2 separate regions of the Anser cygnoides genome follow, and region 2 is linked to region 1. The links are chromatin contacts, called in public Hi-C maps. All regions are on one chromosome and are shown on one strand. The core of a region is the stretch at or near the end of the contact, and the rest is flanking DNA. Distances in the headings are between cores, read along the strand shown.

Region 1 (7,547 bases), core at 1,492-3,991:
ACCTTACCTGACAACTTTTTCTAATCTAGTTTCAGAAAGAGACAGAGAGAGAGATGCAGGATTTTCACTAATGAGCTGAGAATGAGCACAAAAAAATCATAAAACTTACTGTGTGCTATGTCGTATATATACAAAAGTGATTAATAATGTAAAACTAAATTTTGATAAATAGCCAAAACAAAACCACTTCTGTCATATAAGATGTGTTATATTCACTTACTGTACACACACACACAAAAAAAAATCACAAGTAAGCAATTAACTGCAGGGTATTCAATCTCCTTAGGAGTTCTGCATTTAAAGTGAATTTGAGTCTCACCACATGAACAGCAGGAATTAATAAAGTGATATTGAGCTTTATAGACCTGTTTATGATTTCACCTACTGTTCTTTTCATTCGATAATCAAGCAAGCAAGACTAATCTTTCTGCATGATAAACCACCTAGCCAAGTTAAAACATTGAGAGACATAAGGAGTCTTCACATAAGATTCTGCCCTGCCTCCAAAATCACATTTCTTCAGACAGCTCAGAGTACCAAGTAAAGACAATAATGTTACACAGCATCATCAGAAAGGCTACACTGTAGAAGGGTCTGGGAGAAAAAACAAACATTTTCAGGAAGTAGATTGTGAAAGAAAAGCTAGCAAGCATTATGACACTTCTTTTGCAAACTGGTATGACTTAACAGGGCAGGCAGGCACAAAGAAATGGACTTTTTCCAGAGACAAAGTTGCAAAAAAGCATAAAGGCAATAATCTACTTTTTCATTTAAGCCCTTCATTTGGTCAAATAACAGCTTGATTGAGGGCTTCAGAAAACGCTGTTATCTGATCAATGGAATAATGTTTATTCTGCATATTGCTTTGCCCCCTGAAACTGGAGCATAAGGACAATAGGGACAGCAAATAGTTCTAACAGCCTCTAAACTTTTATATAAGGACATTTTCCACTGATAAGCAATACATGCTGAGGTTTTAGTTTGGAAGACCCTAGTGGAAACTAGGAAGAAAACAGTGGAGCTATGGTGACATCATCATGACAGACTAAGCAATTTACTTGAGTTCATCTTTTATCAGTCTGTGAAACTGATGGTGGGAGGGTAAAAGTGTCAGTCTCACCTGAAAAGCACCCAAAGGACACAGGCCTGAGGAAATACACATTCAAATTAAAACTGTATTAACAACTAAGATGTATGAATCGTGTTCATGTTTTAGTGGAAATTTACTTTTGTTTAGTAAATTACACCAGATTTCTAATTCCACACGTACAAGAAAAAAAAAAAAGGTGTATAATTTGGTGTGTAATTAGCATAAGATATGTTAATAAGAGGAAACATGAATTTTTTATTATGAAAGTTCATTATAAGAAGTCATAATATTCCAAAAGATTGTAATTAGGAGAACCTACTACTTAAAAATGAAACATGCACAGAAGCACAAAGTCACTACTTGAAACTTTAGTCTATTGACTCATTTTCCCTATAGATAAAAACCCAAGTAATAAGAACAGCTTCAGGATGATTCTTGGTTTACTGTGTCTGGATACTAATGCAGAGCACTACTGTGTGTGTTTGTAACTGTCAGGATGAGCCCACTTTCAGCTATACAAACATTGCTCAGTGCTGATGTCAAAATTACCTGCCCAGACTTAACAAGGACTTGGCAGAACTTGCTTTTGTAATAAATACTGACAGGATCTTTAACATGTTTACTACTGTTTAAATTCTAATACAGCACGTTGAAGAGACTGTTGACATAGCACATGCTTCTTTTGGATGTCAGCAATTAACTTTATTCTACTCCCTTACTTTCGTTTTGGCTTTTAACAACTAGCTTGACCAATAAAGGTCATGTAAAGTTTCCTGGTTTACATTTAGTTCAGGCATATAGACTCAGAGAACAGAAAAGAGGCTGCAGAAGAGCACTTAGGCATTTGTGAGAGGACTTACATCGCTAACAGCATAGTTCACAGGCTGCTTGATGTCGGCAGCAGTGGCTAGAGAGCACAGGGCAGCTCAAGCTACCTGGCAGCTAGCAGTGCAAAAAGGAGCACCCAGGTGTGGTGCCATCTCAAGCAGGGGAACACACGCTACCTCTGCCGCAACAAGTTAGACAGCCATGTTACTAAACCCTGTGTCAGAAGCACTAATTTATTTCTAGCAATGCTCTCAGGTCTAGCAGTTTTTACATTACCTCTCCTGGCTACCCCCTCTTTCCAAGTCTAACCTCTAAGTAACTAGAAAAGCACTTTAAAGATTTCCAAACGCAATACTCACGTCCACTGTCACTGCAGCTCTTTAGCAGAAATTTCTCGCCACGTCTCTCACAAAGCAGAGCTGGGGCAGGAGGGCTTTGGAAGGAGCCTGGGGCGAGCTCGGTGCTGCGCTCAGCAGCTCCGCTGACTTCCTGGGGAAGTCTCGAGCAAGGCTGCACGTGTGCTCTGCTCGCACATTAACCCGCACGCTGCTCCACTTCGGGCGCGGCGTTGGAACTTTTTTTCCTGTGGGGAAAAATAAAAAATAAAAAAATCACATTTTAATACAGAGACATTTCTGCAAAGAAGGCAGCACAGCCAACACCTCAGAGAGATGACTGCAAGTGACAAGAGGATACCAAAACTGACAAGTGTTCGTGTCCACCCCCTCCTCCACCTCCTCCTCCTGGCCCCGGAGGCTGAGGGCGGAGCGCACCCGGGCCGCCCGCCCCGGAGGAGGCCGAGGCCGAGGCCATGCCCGCCTCCCCGCCGGGGATCGAGCTTCCGCCCGCTATGGCCGGGAGTCACCGCCTGGCCTCCAGGCGGCCGAGGCAGGGCGCTGCTGGGCCGGGGTGTCCCGGGGAGGGGTCCTCAGGCCGTGCGAGGCCGCTGCGTGCCCTAAGTGTGCTCAAGCCGCGGGTGAGGGGAGCTAAGGGACGCTGGCACGTAGCTGTGCTTCCTCAAAATGCCGGGGGAGGCTGGAAACGCCGGCAGTCGGGTTTGGAAACAACGGGCCGCTTCCCAGGGAGAGGGAGCCCAAGGCAGCGATCACAAGGATCCCAGACAAGACTTGGCTGGCTTCTTTGCTGTGGCAAACCACACAGCAAACACCCGTCTCTCTGGTGATGCGTGAATCGTAAATGCCATGTGCGATCGTTAATGCCTATTGTGTACTTTTGAGCTACGGGGGATATGTCGCAACCGTCCTCCGTGAATACGCTTGAGAAATATGTGGGCAGATCTACTTCCACAAGCAAAACAGCAGTTGTTTTGAACAAAATAATTACAGTCTTTGTGGTAAAGTCTTTGTTTAAAGTTGCATTATTATTCACTGGTAACATATTCTAGTTATGTTTACACAGTAACAAGGAGGATGAGGCAAAACTAATCTTTGCCCACCTTTCCATGGAAACATGAAAATGTCATGCTGAATGGAGCCAGTGATCCATCTGCTGTTGTCCCTGATAGTGTCTGAGGTATCAGAAGTTTCAGAAACTTTGTTAAGAGTTAAAAATAATAAAGTTCTCCAGAGCCTTGTATTCATCATTGCTTCTTCTCCCGCTGTTGCTGAGGGCATCGCCGCTCCATCTGGTACAGAAATCTTCGTCACTGCCCATGTGGAGCCAGCAGACAAAGCACTGGGTTATTCTCTCAACCTCAGACTTTATATTTGCAGAGGATGGATGAAATGAGTGAGCTGTGCTGCATGTACAGTACAGCTTGCAAGGTTTTGTGCACCAATGCTGATCCTGTTCTGAGGCACAAGAGGGATTTACACTCTGAGGCTGCAAACTAACACTTTGCATTTTGGGTAAACTAAGCCCAAAGACAAGTTTCCCCTTTAAGGTGGTTTTAAAGAGAGGTTCAAAGCTGATCTGAAATTATGTAGGTATGTAAGTTATTAGAACAATGAAGCAACGCTTTTATGACACGGTATCATTACAAAATAGTGTATGTTAATGGAGGCTATTATTAAAATAAGTGTTTTGGCAAATACGAGAAAGGTAGACAAGGGAGAGCGACTTTGGGTAGATATCACCCTAAGAATTTCCATTTGATATTTGTCTGTGTACTGGAAACAAGAAAATTGTTAATAAATCAAAAATCTTAAATAAATTGTTGTATCAGATGCAAATGCTGATACCTTTAATGAAAAAGAAAGCCAGGTTCTATTTTCAGTGTTTTCAACCTTTTTATGTCATGAATATATGACTACAAATTGGTGGAGACTGAGGTTACGACAAAACATTTGAAAAATTTCATCTAAATTTTTCATGAAAATATCATTTTCCTCAAAAAATTCCAAACAAACTTAATTGTATCTTATACTTGTAATGAATGCTGAAATGTTTTGTTTGGAAAACAACAGCAACAACAGCAACAACAAAAAGAGTTTGGCATGATTCATCTTCTTTAAAGATCTTATATAAAACTCTTCAAAACGATACATTTTTTCTATCTTCCAGCAGTTTTCATTCAGATTGGGATTTAAGAGTCAAGATAGTCTATTATGAGACAGTGGAGTTCAGGATCCTAAGGGCAGAGAGGAGTTTTAAAACCTCGCTCATAACCCTGGACTCTACAAAGATCTGCTTGGAAGAATCCTGTAGGATAAGCTCTTGGAGGTAGGAGAGGTCCAAGAAAGCTAGTTAATACTCAAAGATCACCTCATCCAAGCTCAAAAACTCTGCATCCCAATAAATCGGAAGCCAGGCAAAAATGTCAGCAGGCTTGTATGGATGAACATGAGCTCCTGACACAAAAAGGAAGCATACAATTGGTGGAAGCAAGAAGAGGTAATCTAGGAGGGATGCAGACACAGAGACCACAAAATAGCAGTGTACCCCAGAGGTCAATACTGGGTTCACTCCTGTTTAACATAGAATCACAGAATCATAGAATGGCCTGGGTTGGAAGGAACCTTAAAGACCATCTAGTTCCAACCCCCTGCCATGGGCAGGGACACCTCCCACCCGACCAAGTTGCTCAAAGCCCCATCCAGCCTGCTCTTGAACACTTCCAGGGATGGGGCATCACAGCTTCTCTCTGGGCGCCTGTTCTAGTGCCTCACCACCCTCATGATGAAGAATTTCTTCCTAATATCTAATCTAAAGCTACCTTCTTTTAGTTTAAAACTGTTACCCCTTGTTCTGTCACTACACACTCTGAAAAAGGGTCCCTCCTTGTCTTTCCTGTAGGCCCCCTTTAAGTACTAGAAGGCCTTACTCCTCTCCCTGAAGCCTTCTCTTCTCCAGGATGAACAACCCTGACTCTCTCAGCCTGTCTTCATAGGAAAGGTGCTCCAGCCCTCTGATCATCCTTGTAGCTCTCCTCTGGACCTGCTCCAACAAGTCCATGTCCTTCTTATGCTGGGGGACCCAGAACTGAACACAGTACTCCAGGTGGGGTCTCATGAAAGCAGAGTAGAGGAGGAGAATCACCTCCTTCAACCTGTTAGCTGTGCTTCTTTTGATGCAGCCCAGGTTACGACTGGCTTTCTGGGCTGCAAGCACACATTGCCAGCTTATGTTGAGCTACTCATCCACCAGTACCCCCAAGTCCTTCTCTGCAATCTCTCAATCCACTCGTTGCCCAGCCTGTATTCATGTATGGGATTGCCCCAACCCACATTCAGAACCTTTCACTTGGCCTTTTTGAACTGCATGAGGTTCACAAGGGCACAACTCTTGAGCCTTTCAAGATCCCTCTGGATGTCTTTCCTTCCCTACAGTGTGTCTACAGTGTGCACCACACAGCTTTGCCTCATCAGCAAACTTGATGAGAGTGCACTCTTCTCCCTGGTGACCAGCAATAGGACCTGAGGGAATAGCATGAAGCTGCATCAGGAGAGGTTCAGACTGGATATCAGGAAAAGGTTCTTCGCCAAGAAGGTGGTTGGGCACTGAAACAGGCTCTGCAGGGCAGTGGTCATGGCACTGAGCCTGCTGGGGTTCAAGAAGCGCTTAGACAACATTCTCAGAAATGTGGTTTTGTCTTTTGTGTGGTCCTGTGTGGAGCCAGGAGTTGGACTTCACAATCCTTATGGGTCCCTTCCAACTCAGGATATTCCAGAATTCTAAAAGGTCACCAAGAAGATGACTGGAGCACCTCTCCTATAAGGAGAGGCTGAGAGCAGAGACTGTTCGGCCTAGAGAAAAGGAGGATCAGGAGGGATCTTATACATGTACATAAATACCTGTAGGGAGGGTGCAAAGAGAACAGTCAAGCTATTTTCAGTGGTGCCCAGTGCCAGGACAAGAGGCAAAGGGCACAAACTGGAACACAGGAGGTATCATCTGAACATCAGGAAGCACTTTATTCTGTGCGGGTGACTGAGCCCTGGAACAGGTCCAGAGCAACCTGCTCTACGTGTCCCTTCCTGAGCAGAGGGATTGGACCAGATGACCTCCAGAGGTCCCTTCTAACCACAACCATTCTGTGATTCTGTGGTAGGGACTTTCATATTTTGTTTCCTTAACACAACACCTTGATTATTCCCATTGCACAAATAGAACAAACCAATCTTGCTAGACTTTACTCTTAATGGTTCATTAATAAGACAATCATTTGCAATACTCTGATCAGATACATGCATTTTGGAATGTATGTATATTACCATGTCCTAATTTTAAGATAATGGAATTGGTCCATGCATATTTTAGAAAGCCTATGTTTGATTTAAATTGTGTTAAAAACTGTAGTAATGCCACCACAACTTTTTTTTTTTTTTTTGAATAATGCAGTGTTAATTTTATAGAATCTTTTTAAGCCTATATTGGGTTACCATGAAAAAAATGCTTTCTCTTCCTTCTGTGGTAATGTGTTAGTCACATTTACACTGCTGCACAAACAGTAGGAATAATTTTTGTGTGTCTCTTGCAATGCAGTCCTATGATTTCCATAAAGGTAGACTTGGGAATTATATAGGTATAAGACGGCATCATTTTCTTCATAATGGCATGTGAGACTGTCTGAGACAGTACATTGTGTGCTGGATAGGAAGCTGGACAAATAGAATGCTTTGCTGCCCTCTACGTGATGAATATTTAGCAAAGTAATATTCTAGTATTTTGCAGAGCTCAAAAGGACTATCTGTAGGCAGGATTGAAATATTCTACATGTTTTTGAGCTGGAAGTCAGTGTTGCTGAAATATTGAAGTGAATGTTACAAACCACAAATGTTCTTCCACTGATAAATTGTCTTCTAAGTCTAGTGATTTTTTTTCCTTTGCTACGCGAACTCTATCTAGTATTTTGTCAAGAGGGTTTTGTCAGGACAACAAAACATAAGGCCAATACCTAAGTCACATTCATATTTTGAATGCTGGTACATTTGGAATCATTTTGGGGGGGAATGATTTATGTCTGTCAAATATACACCAGAAAGAATAGACCTACTGCCAGATTCCACAGTATGGACTGCTGGCTTAAACAGACATTTCTTGTAACTTTGGACAATACGTGTATTTGTTTTAATTTGGAAGTGAGTGCTGCTGTGCCTCCACCTCACCACACATAGTAGTACCAAAAGCATCCCCACTCATGCCACCCTTGCTGTGGCTCAATAAGAAT
Region 2 (7,547 bases), core at 1,814-4,313, 360 kb before region 1:
GTTTCACAAAACCTCAGCCAAACAAGTTCAAATGCAGTTCTCAGCACAGTGCTTCTGTGCCAACAGAAGGCACCCTCCATTTTTCAAGGGGAAGTTGTTTTCATGTAAATGGGAGCCTAAAATAGAATCACACAGCTGCTAGCAGGGTGGCCAACTCCAGCTAAGGTCTTGAAACCATCCGCTTGCTCACGTGAAACCGCAACAGTTACTGTAGTCCCCGAGCAGGGCAGAACAAGGTCATTTAGCTCTTCAGAAGCAGACATCTACCCCCAAAGCTCTGCAGGTAATACCCTGTATTTGTTGCAACCGTATCTGAAACCAGGATACCACAGCACAGGCATCTGTTCCTGCAGAGATGCCATTCCAAATTAGCAGCTTCCAAGAACTACATTCAATCCCCTCACAAAGGGCACATTTTGTCCACAGTTCTAGCAACATCACTGTTGGATTTACTCACTGAGCAACTACACTTTCTGCACAAGCATCCAGACATCACTGGGGGAACCAACATCTGGTCAATACTTGATATTGCTACTATAGGCCATACCAAAACAGTTACATTGTGGAAAACGTATTTTCCACAAATTTGTGCACATCTTCCTCATGCTGTCACATTAATAGGCAAGAGATGATTCTGCAGACACTGCCACCCCCCAGGCAGAAAGGGTACTACTCCTCTGCAAGAGAGGCAGATTGTTCAGCTCTCAGAGCACACAAAACCATGAGAGCAAGCCCTGTGCCCTTCAATTTCTAGAACAAAACTAGGTTTTTTCTTTTTTTTTAAGATAGTGTCCTTATGTTTAAAAGTTTACTAGTGAGGAGAACTGAAGATCAGCTAATTCAAGTTATACTACTAATGTTAATTGAAATATAGTTTAGGAGTTGTCTAAGACTCTGTTTAAGTCAACATAAGGGCTCATGCTTCACGAAGAATGAACCACCTCTCTATTTCAAAGCCATCTATGTTCAGTCACTCTATTTACATTATTGCTGAGTTATCAGGAAGACATTTCAGAGGTGCCCCAAAAGACGTAGCCTCCATGCTTGCTTTTCTTTCACTAGAAAACTTTAGGATTCCTTGGGATTCATTGTTGCTAATGCAATTTAGGCTTCTGCCATGAGAAGATCCCAGAGCTTGCCCATAGTGGCCTGTAGGTCCTTTTACTTCAGAGAGGGAAGAAAGCTGTTTTACTGAACATTTTCTAGAAGACATCACCTTAAACCATTAGGACAGGAAACAGAGGACTCAGTTGCCTACTATTAGCAGCTTCGATTATACAGCTTTAGTGATAGCTGACCTTTTTTTAGGATCTTCAGAAAAATGCAACTTCAAGTTCAAAGTATAGAGCACTGTCAGGCCTTCATATGCTAATCAGCTAGTCTGAAGTTAACATTGCTGCTGCATTTTACATGAAGCAGCAAGAGAAGCTGTACCTACAGCTTACATTCTTACCATGTTTACTTTAAAAGCATAAAGGCAGTTAGGCATACTATAGTTAGATGATTTACAGTCGTTCAAATCCCTATTAAACACCACTTCAGAGAAGTCAGAATTGAAACTGGCAGAGCACTTAATAATTAACGACAGCTTTAAAAGCAATTTATCTTGTTTCCTTGAGCAAGATCCAGAAGGCAGCTGATGACATAACACAGCACTGGTGCCAGATGTAACCACCTGAGAAAAGCAGCATGCCTTCATTACACTGGCTTTCATGATTTCCAGTGACAAAGCTGAAACCGAAGCTGCTTATCCTGATAGATGTCTGTAAGATTTGACTGCCCCAAGCCATAAGTGTCACACCAGGCACTGCCACACTGAATTCCACTGCTTTGGGTAACTGCAGTTATTCTATCTAGGGTCAAGCAGTTGAGCACAGCACAGGTGTTGCAAGCAGGAATTCCAGTCACCTCTTCCCACAAGTGAGTTACACATTCCAAAGCCTTGCTTTACTGTAGCGATTAGATGCTGTTTTCTAGAACATATATCATAGTCTCATAGCTTTGAGGAAACCCTTGCTCTGAGAGAGACAAGAAGAGAATTTTCTTTGGGACAGAAAGAGTGCTGCAGGCTGGCGAAGCAAGGGCTTTCAGGAAGGAATGCAAAGAGACACAGCTCCTAAATATACACAGCTCCTAAATATACACACTGCATTTCTCTTACAGCAGAGACTACAGTCCTTTGTTGACAGCTATCTAAATGTTAATCTCAGCAAAGGGCACAATCAAGAACACACACTTGGCTCCTAGAAAGCAAGGAAACAATGCTGAAAGGCTGCAGTGGATGGCACAACTGACTTATGCCCTTCATGACATACTGAATAACAGAAGTACAAAGTAAGCAGGTATCTTCGTACACCAGGCAGGACTCATCCCAATAAGCAAGAACTCCAAGGAATGCTTTTTTGCAATACAGCCTTAGCTTATTTCAGGACTAGAACAAAATCCAGCTCATTTTTTCCCACTGCCTTTAAGCCTTTGGTAACGAAAGAGATACCTCCAGCTGTTAACCTTGGTGGCACTAGGAAGCAATCACCCCTGCCAGCACTGGTTTGTTTCTTTACTCAGGGTGCAGGCTGCTGTTTTACCATGAATCCAGATGAGTTCTGGAACACCTAACTAAATGCTAATGTTATGAGCCGCGCCTACGAAGCTTACCCAGGCCCTCAGAAGGCAGGCACACACGCAGCAGCCCGCTCTGACCTTCACCTCCCCTCAGGGCCGTCCGTCCCCTCTCCCAGGCGGGCCACCCCGGCGCTATTGACCCCCCAACCACCTCGCAAGCTCCGAGCTTTTACCCTGCGGGTTTACCCCGCGGGCAGCGGCCCGTCACACGACACCCGCCCCCGCCCCCCCGGGCTGCCCCCCGCCACCCCCGGCCCGTTGGGCCCACCGCCTCCCGCCGGCCCACAGCGCGGTGCCGGCGGCCCCCTGCCCGCCCCCACCTCATCAGGTAGTCGCGGAACTCCTTGCTGCGCAGGTACTCCACGGCCTTGCGGCCCAGCGCCCCCGCCATGGCGCCACCGCCGGCCGGCAGCGCCCGCACCCGCCGCTCCCGCCGCCCGCCCCCGCCGCCCGCTTTATGGCCTCGCGCGCACCGCCCCCGCCTCCCCGCCCGCCGATCTCGCTTCTCATTGGCTGGAAGCTCGAGGCCCCGCCCCCTCCTGAGGTGAGGCCCCGCCCCCTCTCTGGCGTTCGTTGTGGCGGTTGGGCTGGGGGCGTGAGGCGGAGGTGGGGCGGGCGCCGCCATGACGGTAGCCACGCTTCGCGAGGGGCGGCGGGGGCGCGGCCGGCACGGGCCGGCTTCACTCCCTGCCGGGGCAGGGCTCGCGGCCGCAAGCACTTTCCATTTCCTACGCGAGCAGAGGCTGCTTGTTTGGAGTGGCAGATAAACTCTAACCCCGCTAATAGCGTCTCCATAAAGCTTGGGGTGGTCAAACAAATACCTGCGTGCGAGCGGCTCCGTTTATCTTCGCTCGCTGCGCTAGAGATAGTGAAATGGGTGTTTATCTGCTCCGACTGTTGGCCGAAGATTTGCAGCCTGGGTTTTACAGTCTGGAGCTGCGCTGAGTGCAGCCAGGGCCATGCCTGTGCTCTGCAGGAAACCCTGGCGACCGCTGCTGCTCTATCCCCTTCTGCTTCCCTCCTCTTCCTGGCAGGATCTTGGGGAAAAATAAAAAAATAAAGGGAGTTCTTCCCCCTTCTCCCCTTCATTGCTTGCTTGGAGGGCAGCAGGTTTGAGGAAAGGCAGAGTCTCTGCACATCCTCTCCTTTTTAGATACCCTTAACATGATACACCACCACACAGTCACTGCTGTGTGGGAAGAGAAGCTTTAATCCTCCTGATACACAGCGTTACACAATGCCAAGATGTAGCCCAACATATTTCCATGGCCTATTGAGGCTCCTCAGTTAGAAACAAGTGTGAATCAGAAAGAGGTCTCAAGGAATCATTTGTCTGAGTTGATCTGACTTGCGCTGAAACAGGAAGGGGCTGTGGAAATGATTCCAGTGTGTGCAAACAGACTGTCACGTGCAGGGATTCCTCATATACTACAAAGCCTCTTTCAGTCAATAGTTTTTGAGCTACAATTTTAACTGAAACAAAGCCTAGTTCTTCTTTACTGAGAATACATGAACCTTTTTCTTGACTGTGTGTATAAAGGAGAAAAAAAATCTTCCATCTGCTTTGGAAGACTCTTTAGAGTTTATCCCAAGAATACACAAGTTTTATCAGCCTTTTCTCACAGGCTTTTTAGTCTTGTATCATTTTCCTTACTCCATCTAGACTCTTACCTACATCTTTACATCTTTCTTAAGACAGTCCCAACGTGGTTCATAACGTTTCAGTCAAACCCTTCCAAGCAGTGCAGAGTCCTTCTCTAATTTTGAGTGTTTTCAATTCTGAGTGTTTTCACTTTGTTTTCAAAATAGTTAATGGAAAAATCATTAACTAGATATGTGCCAAGAATAAACCAGTCACAAGTGACAGGCCCTACCAGTTAAACAACAAAAGCAGCAAGCAAGCAAGCAATGATTTGAAGTATGCTTTTGCTGCAGTTCTGTATGTGCTTATAGTGGTTTTGTTTACATACTTTTTTTTTTCTTTAGGTTTCTTGTGTCATATGGGATAGTGTTAAATGCCATTATCAGAGCTAGACCATTTGACTTGCAATTTACTGTATCGTTGTTGACCCCTTCTCTTCAGACACGTGTTCTTCTCCAGTGCCAGACTGTCCCGTCCTCTCCATGAGCTGGGCAATGATCACTGATGATCTCAAGTCGCTTCTGCTACGGCCTGGTGGCTCTCAGAGCAAATTTCATCAGGTCCTGTCATATTTTTGTCTAAAATATATTTCAACCATTTTTTTTCTCCTTGTCTGAACAATCATTTTATCAAATTTTCACTCTTCATTTAGACCTACTTTGAGTTACTATTGTCATACTTTCACCTTTACTGTTTATGGGCTCTTTTTGCATTATTCAAAGGCTCTGCATTTTTCTTCATCTTATTTTAATTTCTAATGCTTTTATCAAACTTCTTTGCTCATCTTTTATGCCCTTTGATAGCTGAAAGTGATTTCATGCCTTACCTTTTCTGATTGAGTTTTCTGCAGGCTTGGCACCATTTATTTATTTTCATCTATTCATATGTCCTTTTTTTCCTACCTATTGTATGTTCCCTTTAGATTTTAAGGTCACGATGTTCTTCTGAATAAGCCAAGCCACTTACGTCTGGGGTTGGTTCCTATGTGTCTTCCGATCATAATAGTAATTGTAGCTTTTATGTTTTGTTTTGTTTTCAGACAGATAGGTCCCCTGCAATCTTTTATCCCTTAGATTGTCCTTACAAAAGCCCTACCTGCCATTTTCTGGTATTTCTTCCTGGAATTCCCATTGCTTTCATTTATTTCTCTTTAACCTTGTACTTTTGACCTCTCTGAGGAGATCTCTCTGGAGTTTATTAGGCTGTTCAGTTATTCTTGTTTTCCCTCAGCCTTTGGCCAGGTCACTACTTTTTAACTCCCTTGTTGACTTTTGTTAATGGCCATCTTTACTTTAAACTCTTCCTCACTAGATTAGCAAGATGGTGCCCTTGAATTGCCTTCCTTGTTTTTAGGAGGTAGACTCTACAGTTGTCCACCAGTTGCTCTACACAGGACATTCTCCAGAAAAGAGGAGATCAGAGGCTTTCTACAGATACTGTTTGTGCAGCTCATCATTTTCTTCCTGCCAGCACACATCTGCCCTCTCCTGAACTGCCGCCTGCAGCTGGTGGGATGGAAGAGAACAATCCCGGCTCCTTCAGCTTTGCTCGTGCAAATCTGAGGTGCTAGAACACCTAGCACTCACATTTTTGCATACAAGGACACATATAATGTAGTCAGGGCTGGGTAACCCTCAGTAATTTTTCAGATTTTGGCTCTGTGAGAAGTTGAGATGTTGGCTGATGGCTCTGTTTAGCAAATGGCCAATGGCATCTCCTTCAGAAGAGAGTTTCTATGTCCCCAGATCTCCATTTTTATGTGCATGGGTAGCAGGCATGAGCCTCCCAGCTGCAGGGAATCTATGGCTCTTCCCGTACTCTTCATCCCAGAACTGTGAGTCAGGAACTTGCACTTTTTGATCTCAGCAGATGCAGAGCTAGCTGCTGTGTAAGGGAGCCTACCATTTTCCGCCTTTTAGGGCAGCTCTTTCTTCCTGTTGGCATGCCTTTGCAGGCACATGCATGGTGGCATGACTTTGACAAGGAGGGCGGAATGTAACACCTGTCTGGCATTAAAAACAGCAAAGGAAGTCATCTTATGGACATCACAGAACTGAAGATGGTGAACTAATGATATTCAGTAGTTATGTTTCTGGCATAAGACATGAAATCAGTCCTAAAGGAACTATCTGTTATAACTGTTATAAAACAGCCGCAGGGAAAAGTGGTGGTGCTTTTTCCCAGCTGTGAAAAGAATTGCAGGAACACATAATTTGGAGTGTTGCATGACAGACAAGGCAACAACACTTAAGCAAGCTGTTTGATAAATTGTGATTTCATGAAAAAGGTAGGTATTTTTTCCCTGGTACTGTAGCCCCAAAGGTGTAGAAAAGTATGAAGAAAAGATGAATTGCTATCCCAATCTTCTTAGACACTATCATGAAATATCAGTTCACTAAGGTGGACACAAATCAGTACCAAGTACTGAGCTCTCAGTAGGATCAAGCATCAAAATAAAAATGTTATATTTCCAGCTGAGGACCTGCAAAAAGACAGTGACATAATACCTATAAAATCACAACAAAAAGACAGACCCTCCGTTATAAAAGGCCAAAGGAACACTGTGATGTAGGAGTTATAATGGACAAGGTCAAGAAGTGAAGAGCAAAATAGATGCAAAGTGGATCTGGAAAAGAAGTTGGATTGCTGGGAAATAAGTTTTGGCAGATTAGCAAGTACAGTGATTAACTACCGTAACTGAACAGCAAAGAAACAGCTGGGCAGCAGGAGCTGAAATAAGAGGTACTACTTGTAACAAGGAAAAAAGAACATGTTTTATCAGTGTGGAACACAGGCGTTACTGGTAATCGCTGCAATTATCATTACCTTTCCCTGCTTTACCTGCAGAAAGACCTGGCTGTAACAGTTATGGTCAGGCAGGTCCGAACACTTGAAACTTATTAACACAGCTGTTCCTAGCCTTCCAAACTACATTCACAGAAATTGAGCCAACTGGCCCTGCCACAGTCTATAGTGCATGAGCATAGCAAACAGAGTCCTGTGCTGTGAAAACCCCATCCAAGAACCTACCCTGATGGTGGGGGGGGGGGGGGGGGGGGGGGGGGGGGGGGGAGGGGGATAACAACCCCAAATGAAAAAACAAAACCACAATGCCTTCCCCTAGTTAAGCTTACGGTATAGCTCTTGTTTAGGGCAAGTTTCCTCCTGGCAACTTTTTTCCTAAAAGCCAAGCGGTTGTAGACAAAGGGTGCACCCCACACGGGTAGCGCTTGGCACGGGTGGTGCAGGCGGAAAGCAGCAGGGCCTTGGGGCAGCTGGAGGA

Evidence for each region. Hi-C and Micro-C count contacts between places; a contact is called where the count stands out from the background.
Region 2: a contact with region 1 is called in a Hi-C map of liver, with 2.0 times the contacts expected there. The contact joins the promoter of MPC1 here to the promoter of RNASET2 in region 1. A contact is called at or near these places in 2 of 7 Hi-C or Micro-C datasets (both in liver).

Annotation. Positions count from the first base shown.
Region 1 is chr3:47,061,962-47,069,508 of Taihu_goose_T2T_genome, reverse strand. It overlaps RNASET2 (ribonuclease T2), which reads right to left and starts at 2,741. Exons shown (of 11, transcript XM_013186780.3): 1 at 2,625-2,741; 2 at 2,278-2,501.
Region 2 is chr3:47,421,688-47,429,234 of Taihu_goose_T2T_genome, reverse strand. MPC1 (mitochondrial pyruvate carrier 1) reads right to left here and starts at 3,063. Exons shown (of 5, transcript XM_066994130.1): 1 at 2,943-3,063; 2 at 48-51. The coding sequence starts at 3,013.